Regions from separate parts of the Hordeum vulgare genome. Here region 1 is linked to region 2. The links are chromatin contacts, called in public Hi-C maps. All regions are on one chromosome and are shown on one strand. Each heading gives the region's core, a stretch centred on a gene start, on an enhancer-like site or on the middle of the called end of the contact. The rest is flanking DNA. Distances are from core to core; before and after follow the strand shown.

Region 1 (6,170 bases), core at 3,598-6,097, 320 kb before region 2:
CCCGAAAATCCGGAACCCTGTACCAGTAGAAGTTGAGTTCTATAACTCGGATTTCCGGCTCCCTCCGGACGTCCGAGGGCCGGACGTCCGACACCCTTCGGAAATCCGGAACCTACCACCAGAAGAAGTTGAGTCGTATAACTTGGATTTCCGGTCCCTCCGGACGTCCGAGGGCCGGACGTCCGACACCCTTCGGGAATCCGGAACCTACCACTAGAAGAAGTTGAGTCGTATAACTCGGATTTCCAGTCCTCTCCGTATGTCCGGTCGCTGTTCAATGCAAAACAGTTTCAGTCATATCTACAGGCCTCGGACGACCGACCCCTGTCGGACGTCCGACCCCTCGCGGACGCCCGGACTTCCGGCAACTGTCGGACGTCCGGACCCTGTGTGACTTAAAGTGTCCCAACGGCTGTATTTCACTCCCCACTATATATACTCTTCTCCCACCTCGTGAAAGGGCGTTCAACACAGCTAGAATACACCCAAGAACACCTTTCCTCTCACTCACTCTTGTCTATACCAAATCCTAGATCCCAAGAGCATTTGTGAGTCCCTTTGAGTGTTGTTCCAATCAAAAGATAGATCGTCTCCCTCTCTTCCTTCCCACCAAAGTGATTTGTGATTTGAGCAAGTTTTGAGCAATCCCCGTGATCTTGTTACTCTTGGAGGTTGGAGACTCCTAGGCGGTAGGAGTCTTCGGAGAGGAATCAAACCATTGTGATATCCCCCGGAAAGTTTGTGAAGGTCTGGAAGCCACCTCAAGGCTTACCACTAGTGGTTGAGAAACGCCTTCGTGGAGTTATCTCAAAGGGAGAATAGGATGAGCCTTCGTGGCGTTGGTGTGCCTTCGTGGTAACATCCGCCCCTCTAACGGTGACGTAGCTTCCCTCCAAGGAAGTGAACATCGGGATACATCCTTTTCTCTCTTGGAGTTTCGGTTATTCCTAACCCTAACTCTCTACTTGTGTTAATCCTTATTACGTACTTGTATTTGATTATTGTTTACCGCTTGTCTTACTTCACTCTAAATAGCTTACTACTTGTCGTAGCAATTATTAGGCTTACACTCATATTCCGCACTTTTGCCTAATATTGCTAAGTAATTATTAAAATTTGTATTTGTACCTATTCACCCCCCTCTAGGTCCATCTCGATCCTTTTCAATACATCCCAAACGTATCTATAATTTTTGCTTGTTCCATGATTTTTTGGGTGACATTGTTATATGTTTTGCTACACTTTTATATCATTTTACACATATTTTGACTAACCTACTAACTCAGTGCACCCAGTGCCAGTTCCTGTCTGCTCATGTCTTACGGGCTTTTATCCAATTTTCCGAAGTCCCGAAAATCCCGAGTAAAATATATAAAAAATCAGTGTACCGGAAGGTTCCAGATCACCGAAGATGGGCCAGAGGGGGGCCAAGGGCCGTCCAGGCGACCTCCTGGCGCGACCTACCCCCTGGTCGCGCCCACAGGCCACCTGGGTGGGTCCCACCTCCTCCGGTGAACTTGTAGTCTCCGTGTAAGGGAAAACTTGTTGCTGACTACATATCAACCTTCCACTTAGGGTAACCAACGAGGTACGAGAAGTATATACATCATCTCGTCATCAAGGTACATAATGTTTTTCAGTTGAATGTGACATAATGTTGATAGTATACTCTATTTACCTATGGTTCATCACCAAGACAACTAGGAAACTATCTTTTTAAATGTTGTTAACCTTGGTGGCAACAATACAATCTTTGCCTCTTGTTGTCATTGAGATAGATTGCTTGAAACGCTAAAACCCAACCAACATACACAACTCCCTCTTGGATATCGCACATCTAAATATGCCCAAGGCACGACTAATAGATGAGATAACATGTACATATATAAATCATGTAGCAAAGAAACGAAAACAAACCGATAAGTAATCCATATATAATCCGATCATAAAGTGGCAATTCATCACACTTCAACAAACACACCGAGAATTACATAAGACTGATCACAATCATGTTGGACAAATCATGTGATCTTTGTATTGAAGAATGAGACATAGTAGATGCCACATAATTAGTATTATGGAACCACTATCCAAGCAAGACTGCTCAAACATGGCCATGAGAGCAACAAAGTCGATGAAGATGGCTCCAACGGCACCCCCAACGGAGTACTGTGTAAGACATCCATATTGGATAGCCTCGATTTTCGATGAAATAACGACACAAATATATGTATATTAATTTTTTTTGGCGTGTGTGTGTAGTATATAAAGCCGTCGGGGCGAAGAGGCACTAGGGGGAGCCATGTGGGCCCCACACGCCCATGTGGTGCCCCCAAACCTAGGGCGCATAGTTTTTTATGTTTGTTATGGATACACAATCGCACATGATCCCATTCACATATCAAACTGCCAGCTGCTTTAACTGTTTGGGTGTGCATGCAACTTCAACATTTTATTTATGTTTCTTCTGTTCTGCTTCCTGGGATTCGTGTCTAGTGGCTAGGGGTGTCGAGTTATATTCTCCCAGTATTTCCCTTCTTAGGACTTGTACAAGCTTTTCTTTCTACAATGCATCGAAATGCTAGTCTTCTGCATTTTCTTAAGAAAAACTTGTGTGTGTGTGTGGCCTCCGGCTCCATCTTTGGCCCATTTGCCCCCTAGGTCTCCCGGTCATCCCTCATCGCAATTTGTTTTCGGTGATCTGGTACTCGAAAAATATTTATATCCTTCACACACATTTTCTTTTGAAAAGGGGCACTTTATTACTTAAAAGATTTAAGTATTACACTCGGCCTATGCATAACTAAGATGCACATAGGCAAAAAATGTGCTCGCACATAAGCGATAAATAAAAAGGTGAAATACAAAGAATCACGTAGATTCCGTATAAATGCCTACAACGTAGGGGGGGCAATCCTAAGATCATGTTGTCACCTATGTTGGGTAAAAGTATCCTTCGTCATAGCCTCTAATCGTGTACACACCTCCATAAATAGGTCTCCATTATCCACGCGTTGTAGAGAGGACCATAAACAAAGAGTCTCGTACATCTGAAGATAACCTACATAAGAGAAGTACCTTTATCATTAAAAACCTTATCATTTATATATAACCAAAGCGACCAAATAACGACAAGCGCTCCCACCCTCATAAGAGTTCTAGACGAGTGATCAATTCCATGCAATCAGTTGCCAAATACATTATCAATCTCATGTAACCCCACAATAAACAAAGTTGACATTGTGTTCGTGTCAAAGTTCCATCGTGTTTATATCAAAGTTCAACCATGTTTGCATGAAAGTTACCAAGTGGCAACTTTATACCAGTACCATGGCAATTGTATTAATGACTACATGTCAACTTTTAATATGACTATTTTCACCATAACCTACACATATGAGATCTAGTATCCAAGCTTTGGTCAAGACAAAGGTGACAGTGGAGAAAAATCATAAACCGGATACACAATTTAACAGTTAAACACTTTAAAGTTTGTGAAGTACCATTGAAAGCACTAATGTCACCATGTACCTCCCCTGCATGCATGCATGAGTTGTGTTAACACCTCCACCGAGTGAACATTCTTTCAGCATGAGCACTTTGTCAAAACTATGTGTAAATAAACATAACAAAAGATATGGATACATTTGAGGCGTATGAACTACATATATCATTTTTTAGGAATATTCACAAAAATACCCAAACTAATACATTATATAAATGAATAGAAAAATATTTTCACCCAAAAAGATCTTTCTAAAGACTTCAGGAAGTTTAAAATAATATCAAGAACACATATTATTTATACATGACCAAAATATAAAAAAATGGTGAAACACTGATATTCTTGTTAAATTGAGGGAGGAATGTTATCTAAATAAAATGATATAATGAAAAAAGTATGAAAATTTGAAACTGTCATGAAACCACATGTTAAATACTTTTGAAATCCATCATACAATTGAAGCATGTTAGAAAAAATTGAAATCATTGTGAAATGCGTGTGGAATTTTTTTTGAAATTGATTAATATAATTGAAATTGGTTGACATATGTCTGGAATAACTAGAATGTGTGTGAACAGTTATGAATTAAAGTTGTAAAATATTACCAAACATTTGAAAATTGTGTGAAATGTGATATCTGTGAAATGTCTTTGGATTGGTTTTGAAATGATTGAAATATGACTAATTTAAAAAAAACATGGGTGAATATCTATGAATTGCATTGCAATCCTATGTGGAACACTAACGAGTCACCACAGTAAATGAATATTCAATAAAAAAATATGTACCATTTTTATGTGGCTATGAGAATCATTTTGATTTTTTGAAATCTAGGAATTGATTTGAATTTTGTTTAAAAATAATGGCTTCATTTAACCATATACCGAAAATCAAAATAGAAATAAAAAAGGGAAGACAACTAACAACTAATTGGGCACCTTAAGCGTAGTGGGTGTGCGTTAGTTCATAGTTGGATGGAGTCCCCCATATGGCGGCTCCATTCGAAACTATTTTGCGCCCATATGCCTCTCTAAGCACATACATAATCATCGTGTCCCTTGCCGTTGTATAAATAGGAGGAATGAAGCTTAAAACATTGTACATTGCTTTTTTTAGGGGGGGGGGTGCATTGCTCTTGTTCATTACACTTCAACATTTGATACAAACATCTCTCATTTGCAGCTAAAAAAAACATCTCTCATTCTTTGAAAAATAAAACAAAAGAACGGAGGCCCACACCTGTAACCTTGCCGAGACGGGCCGGACGGTACGCTTTCCGACATGCCAGGCCGCGCGGGGCCGGCTGGTTATAAAACCACAGCCGTCTCTCTCTCTCTCTGAAAGAAAAAGGCGAACCGATAGATAATTCGGGCAAAATATAAAGGGGAAAGGAGAAAGCTCCCTGCGCTCTGTTGTGCGTGTCGTCTCGGCTGAAGAAGAGAAGAGCCAAAAATGGTACTACTCGGAACCCACTCCCCGAACCCGTGAATTCCCGCCGCGTTCCTCGATTCCTTTCGCGCAGGCGCGGCCGGATTCGACGCCGCGCGGCGCCGGAGGCCCGCCCGGTCGTCGCGGCGCTCGGTTCGGTGCAGGTTTCGCCGGGATAACCTCGTCTCTGATTTTCTTTTTTCCTGGGGATTTCAGGACAGGAGGGCGGCGTCGCATGGGGATTACGACGAGCAAGGTGAGGCTGCTGGGCTTATTTTGTATTTCGCCTAGCCTGTTGCGGATAAGCTCGCTCGAGCGAATCTGTTCTGGGATTTTGGGATCTGATTCCGGTTGTGGATGTGCGCTTGCGCGCGTGCATTGGATGGCGTGCTGGTGTATGTGTGCAGACCGGCGAGTGAAAGGCGCCGAGGTGTTCGTCGGCGGGTTGCCGCGGTCGGCGACGGAGGGGACGCTCCGAGAGGTTGGTCATGTCTACAGCCATCAACACCCACCTGCGTATGAGGTGTTGCTTGTTGGTATTATGAAAATTCAGGAACGGTGTACTGCAATAAGGACGGATTAATACCTGAAATGCTTACATTCCTGATGATTTGTAGAAGCCATGTTATGGAACAGCATATGGTTAGCTGAATAACTGTGTTGGCAGTATGTATTGTTTATCCCCACCTGTTAGTTTTCTGCAGTCCAACTGGGAATGACCAGCTGGTTTGTAGGTTAATCTGAAAACCTTCTAATGCCACCTTTACTTGCCAATTTTAACTGTGGATGTTGTGTAAGACATGCCAACCAAATCAATTCTATTGGCACACCTAAACCATGTTTTGTATCTACCAGAAGCTTAACTGGTTCTGTAATTTTTGGATGTGGCTTGGTAAATCTGTCTGCAGGTGATATTGTCGTGCTCTAGTTAGTAATAACAGAAATATGTAGTACTGCAATGGTTAGAATTTTTGCTCAATTATTGGTTATTGGACCGCTGAGCTTTAAGTATATTTTCTCCATTGTAAATTAATAATAGTCACATAGTTGGTTCGTTAACTTTCGTCTATTCGTGTAAAAAAGCATGTTTTTTTTTCATTTCGACATATTTGTTGGACTGACCATTTCATCAGCAGATATTTTCTACCTGTGGTGAGATTGTTGACTTGCGCATAATGAAGGATCAGAATGGTGTTTCCAAGGTCTGATTTTATTGCAACTCTTACGACATTGCAAT
Region 2 (5,565 bases), core at 2,082-4,581:
GGCCATCAGGTTATCATCAATGGTGCTTGCCATCCCCCATTCTCAACTGGCACAAAGCAGATCATTGCCAAACCACAAACTGATTTGCGTGATCTGGATTGGGGTTCTACGGGCATTGCCGTGAATCAGCTACCTACGGAATGTTATTTTCCTCATTTTTTAATCAATCAACAATGTCTGCCAATTATTTCCATACCTTGCAAAGGAAGTGCATTAGTGTTGTTCTACTGCTGGTTGCACGGGTCTCTACAAGTTTTAGGATACTGTCCAAGCGGAAACCAACAGCCTGGCCTGCAAGGGAATAGCAAAAAAGAAATTGGAATTGTTTTTTCTTTATATAAAAAGAAAATACGAGGCAGAGGATAAAATTGTTCGGTAACCAAAAACCCCTGAAGATGCAATAAACTTGTATTGATACAGTTTCAATCTACTCCCCAAAATAGTACCATACAATAGATAGTTGGAGCATTCTTCCCAACTAATAGTCTAATAGGATGGTTAGAAATCAGCGAAGACATTACCTCTTGGTGTCCCTTCATTTAATGTGTTCCCAATTAACAGAATGTTCTTCATGATCACCTTCAGCTTCTCAGAGCCTCTGAGCTGATTGGCACATCAGAAATGAGTTCTCGCGTGCTAAACATGAATACTGAAAGTGAAAAACCTTAGTTGTTAGAATGTTTACCTCCTCACAAGCCGATGCCACGGTCAGCAAATTCTTTCTAACATCCCTAATCTAAGCAGGAAATAAATAAGTGGAGAGTGAGAAAGCCATGAACAACACAAATGACCTTAATCTCTAAAACTTAACAGTGTATGACCTGTGTCTGGAACTGAATCTTGAAAGCAAATATCCTAAACTTAGATTCAATCCTTGGCACCTTCATCAATTCTAGAAAGAACTGCATATTATAGGAAAAAGACAAATAATAAGGTAAATTGAGGTACAAATGTAAAATGCCATTTAAAACTTCAATTGAGATAAAATATGACCAGAGAAATTTCTAAGAGAAGGAAGCTATAAATTACTCCCTCTGTCCCAAAATAAGTGACGCAAATTTTATACTAAGTTAGTACAAATTTTGTACTAAAACAGCGACACTTATTTTGGGACGGAGGGAGTATGTGATAAGCAGGTAACTTAGATAAAACATGATATTTGCATGAGAGCAGTGTGTGTAAGCCAAAAGATATAGATTTACCTGTTCACACTTTCCAAGAGTTTCCTTATCTCCTGTGAAGTTCTGCCAGCCAAATTTACAAAATACATAGAAAAAAAATTGTTCATGATTACACTAGGGGCAATGGAAAAATTCAAGGAAGTGTTAGTTTGGAAACAACCTTTAGAAGCTCCATTTCCTCTTTTGTTGGGCAAAACTTTATGAGATTTTCAACCTGATCAGCGTCTAAAACTGAATCGTCCAAAGCCAGAGCAGCACTCTATTATAAGTAAAGAAATTAAAGACATATAGGTAGAGAAAGTACAATTACTATATAAAAAATCTGATATACAGTCATGTGACTTAATTATGAACAAGAAAAAAGATTTATAATAATAATTATTATTATTATTCTTGACCCAACTAACTAACAAGCCAGAATTAATTTGGTGCAAACTTCACATAAAATATAAGGAGATGTTTAAAAAACTGAAGCAGCTTAGCCATGAACTGAGTTCTCAAGTACATCAAAATAATGTGATTCTGAAAAACAAATATGCCAAGGACCTCCAAGCAATTTTTCAGGTGAAAGAACCCAGTGGCAAATTTTCCCCCTAAAACTCATTGATAATTTATTTGAGTTATTAATACCCAATCTTCGAAACACTTAAATAAAACTGATGAAAACAAGCTATGCTGGATCTTCTACACTACTTAGAAAGAAATTGAGCAATCAACAGGATTGCCCTTCGAATGACAGTATGTGACCTCTTTGCTACCAGGGTCACTTGTGGTGTTTGTCTAACTGGCTTTGCCACTAAGCTCCCTTTCTTGTACGTATGTTTGCTCTCTACTCAATGAAATTATATGAGCATGTGCTGTTTGCATGTTCTCCACAAACACAGACGACAACTAGTAGGGAGATACTTACCATCATATCGGAGAGTGGCATTTTGATTTTTGTCAACATGATCTCTGTGTTATTTGCCCGCCGTATATCCATCTGTGGATTTTTCAAGGACACCAACAAAACTTTCAGCGTTTTATTTGCACCAGAGGGACACAAGTTATGTTGTCAGAAAGAAAACACCACCCACGCTCTTTCCTTACAGTAAGTTTAGTTCATGAGAAAGGCCGTCGTAACTTGCATGTTATCAACTTTACTATGACTTCAGTCTCACATTGTAACTTAAATTAATGAGACCAACCCGGGCTAGACTAGCCTGTTGGCATTTTTTATAGAAGAAAACTCCGTGAGCACCGAGTGTTAGAGCCGAAGCTCGAACACCGGCGGGCTGGCTGCAAACTCCAGCGCCAAGCGAACTGAGCTAAGCTCGGTTCTCTCACATTGTAACTTGGGAGGAGGTAATTTTGCACTACTTTCATGCATGACCTTACATGTGATATATCATATATTAAAGAGCAAGCATCTTACAATGCTTGTTTAAACCTAGAGTAATTAACATACTATGAAATTGAATAGAGTACTGCACTCTGTCTGCGTTGTAAAGATGTGTCCCCTGAAAGGATATTACAGAGTTCTTTTAATGAAGAAAAAGTACAAAATATCATGATGCTGGCATGCTATGCACCATAAACTTTGATGCCACTAAATAATTCAGTGGCATAGCCTAGCTAGATGAGACGGAACGCTGGCGGCGCTTTTGCTTAGTATTTGAAATTGTTGAAGTTACCAGGTGAATTTTATCGGTTTTCGAACCAAGAGATTTTCCAGCCCCTTCTGTTTTCGCGCCGCCTTTTGCCTTTGGAGCAATAGTAAAAAGAGACGCCAGTTCATTCACATCAAACTCGGAATTGCTGCATAGATGGCACCATCAGTTAGTTGAACAAGAATGAACTTTATCATTTTAACATATTTTGCGAGAACTGAGCTGATAGCGACATTTGATCATCAGAGCATTCTACGAGAATTCATATCGTCTGGCAAACAAGCAGCTGAAATAACAGAGGGTACCTATTAGCATCTGCTTGCTTTTGAATTTCTGCCCATAAGCTTCCCTGCATTGCTCTTGTTACTTTGACCCAGTGCAGTGGTTTTAGAGATGACTTCCGTGCTACAGTAAGTGAGGTTGCACCCAAGGAACGAAGACCTCTTGCGCCAGGTGGAGGGGGGCCACCTCGTCCACCAGGAGGTGGAGGGGGGCCACCAGGTATTCCAGGGGGTGGAGGGGGGCCACCAGGTATTCCAGGGGGCATTGGAGGAGCAGGCGCACCTGGAGGGGGAGGGGGGCCACCTACTCCTCCATGCCCTCTAGGAGGAGGTGGTGGCGGAGCCCCGCCATATCCTCCGGGAGGAGGTGGAGGACACGGAGCTCCACCTCGAAATCCTGCGGGAGGTGGAGGGGATGGAGTACCTCCTAGCCCCCCTCCAATAGGCGGTGGTGGCGGTGGAACTCCTCCAGGTGGAGGTGCCCCTCCATATCCTCCGGGAGGAGGCGGCGGCGGCGGAGCCCCTCCATAAGCTCCAGGGGGTGGCGGAGGAGGTGCAGGTGCCACTTCGTATCCTCCGGGAAGTGGTGGCGGCGGTGGAGCTCCACTATGTGCACCAGGAGCTAGCGGGGGAGGTGGTGGAGGCACCCCTTCGTATCCTCCGGGAAGCGGCGGCGGCGGTGGAGGCACTCCACATGCTACAGCAGGTGGTGGCGGTGGTCCAAGAGGTGGTGTTGGAGGTGGAGCTCCATCTTGTAGTGGAGTTCCTTTTGGTCCTCCAATAAGAGAAGGCAGTGGAGTTCTTATATTTACTTCAGAAGAAAGTGGAGGTGGAATTATTTCCTTTCCTTCACAAAAAGGAGGTGGTGGCGGAATTGGAGCTCTAACTTGACATTCTAGTAGGGTTGGAGACGGGCTTCCTTCAATATCACAAGGAGGGAAATTCCCAGTGCTTTCTCTAGGTGGAGGTGGTGGTGGCAGCGGAATTCCAGCATCCCTTGTTAGAGGTGGAGGTGGAGCTATTACATGATCCTGGGAAATGGAAGGAGGCAAAAGTGCTTGATGGTGTCCAAAAGGAGGTGGTGGTGGTGGTGGAGGTGAGGGTATATCATGCCTTTTAGGTGAAATTGGAGGCAAAGGGCAAACTACTTCATGCTCTCTAGGCGGAGGTGGAGATGGTGGTGGTGCAGACGGGGATGATGTATCATTTATATGAAGAGCTGGTGATTGAGGTAAATGGGGAGATGACAAGGATTGTGTTGAGGGTGTAACTGAAGGTTGTGGAGATGGCAGCGGAGACAAGTGTGGTGGCAAAGGCGGGGCTGCAGGTGGTGTTGGAATGGCTCCAACAGGTGAAATCCCCCTATGCCAGCTGGGTGGATGTGGTGGGGTTGGAATGGCTCCATGTTCTTTTATATGAACTGTGGAGGGTGGGGTTTCATTGATCAGTTCATGCCGCGAGGATTCCTTGCATGCTTCCAAAGGAGGATCTAAAGGCTGTTCATGAGGTACTTCCTCTTTAAATTCCGAACTTGAAGGATCGTTTGCTCCAAGAAGTGGAGGAGAGGGGGGTTGTTTTCCTGGTGGTGTTGCTGCTTCTTTATATGAACAATCTGAAGAAGACTTTGATCTTACAAGTGCTACCGATTCACTATCATTACATGTAATTGGCAATGGTGGTTGTGGCAGTAGAGGAGGCAGAGGTGGAGGCTGTGGTGTACTATGTTGAGAAGTTTTGGGAGATAAAGAATGAGGCATCTGAAAGAAATACTTTGCATCTTCACTGGTAGTTGGAACATCCATGTCAGTTCGTATATTTCTTCTGTTTGCTACTTCTGTGTCTATAAAATCAGAGGCTCCTAAGAGAAAGTCTGTCATCAGTATACTACTTTCGGATGGTAAAGTTAGAGAGGAAAAATCTAGGTTGAGAATAGTTTGTCTGTGAGGACTAGAGGAGCAAGACCCTTTTTCTCTTCTTTGTGCATGATGAGATATTGAGGTGCTTGAATTATTTTGAGTGCAAAAAGTATGTGAAGGAGGAGGTGGGGGTGGTGCTGGAGGGTACCTGTTGGGAGCAGGCAAAACAGGAAAAGATAGACTACCCGGATGTAAATCTTTTCCATGTGTCTTTGCTGGGTAAGGTTGTCGAGGTGGTGGTGATGGTATCAAGGGAGGATGAGGGTTAACATGATGTTGATGGTTGGCATGTGATAATGGAGAATAAGAAGTTGACATCTCTATATATGCTTCCAATGAAGATGAAGGTAGAGATGAAAAAGTTTTGATTGGTCGTAGAGGGGGATTTACTAGAGATGATACTTCCGATGATCTCAGAGATGTAGAGGATGGGGGCGGTGGAGACACTGAGGTTGTAGCAACAACATCCCTTCCGCTTGTAGAAGGAACAGAATTCTGATCAAATTCTCTTTGCAATGGAGATAGAAAGGATAAATCT

What was found. Hi-C and Micro-C count contacts between places; a contact is called where the count stands out from the background.
Region 1: a Hi-C map of leaf shows a contact between it and region 2, with 6 times the contacts expected there. The contact joins the promoter of LOC123395793 here to the enhancer-like site in region 2. A contact is called at or near these places in 4 of 6 Hi-C or Micro-C datasets (leaf, seedling and an unstated tissue).

Annotation. Positions count from the first base shown.
Region 1 is chr5H:81,814,497-81,820,666 of MorexV3_pseudomolecules_assembly, reverse strand. It overlaps LOC123395793, which reads left to right and starts at 4,847. Exons shown (of 18, transcript XM_045090826.1): 1 at 4,847-4,960; 2 at 5,150-5,189; 3 at 5,341-5,414; 4 at 6,070-6,135. The coding sequence starts at 4,958.
Region 2 is chr5H:81,494,682-81,500,246 of MorexV3_pseudomolecules_assembly, reverse strand. LOC123395271 (formin-like protein 12) reads right to left here. Exons shown (of 18, transcript XM_045090237.1): 4 at 3,136-5,565; 5 at 2,855-2,978; 6 at 2,092-2,163; 7 at 1,342-1,440; 8 at 1,203-1,244; 9 at 822-902; 10 at 686-736; 11 at 522-603; 12 at 197-291. Among protein-coding and RNA genes, the nearest start is that of LOC123395271, 6.5 kb to the right of the region's middle. Within about 2 kb of position 3,331, at least 1 of the 3 cell types and tissues checked has open chromatin away from gene starts, as enhancers often do. A contact at or near this core is called in leaf, where this site is marked.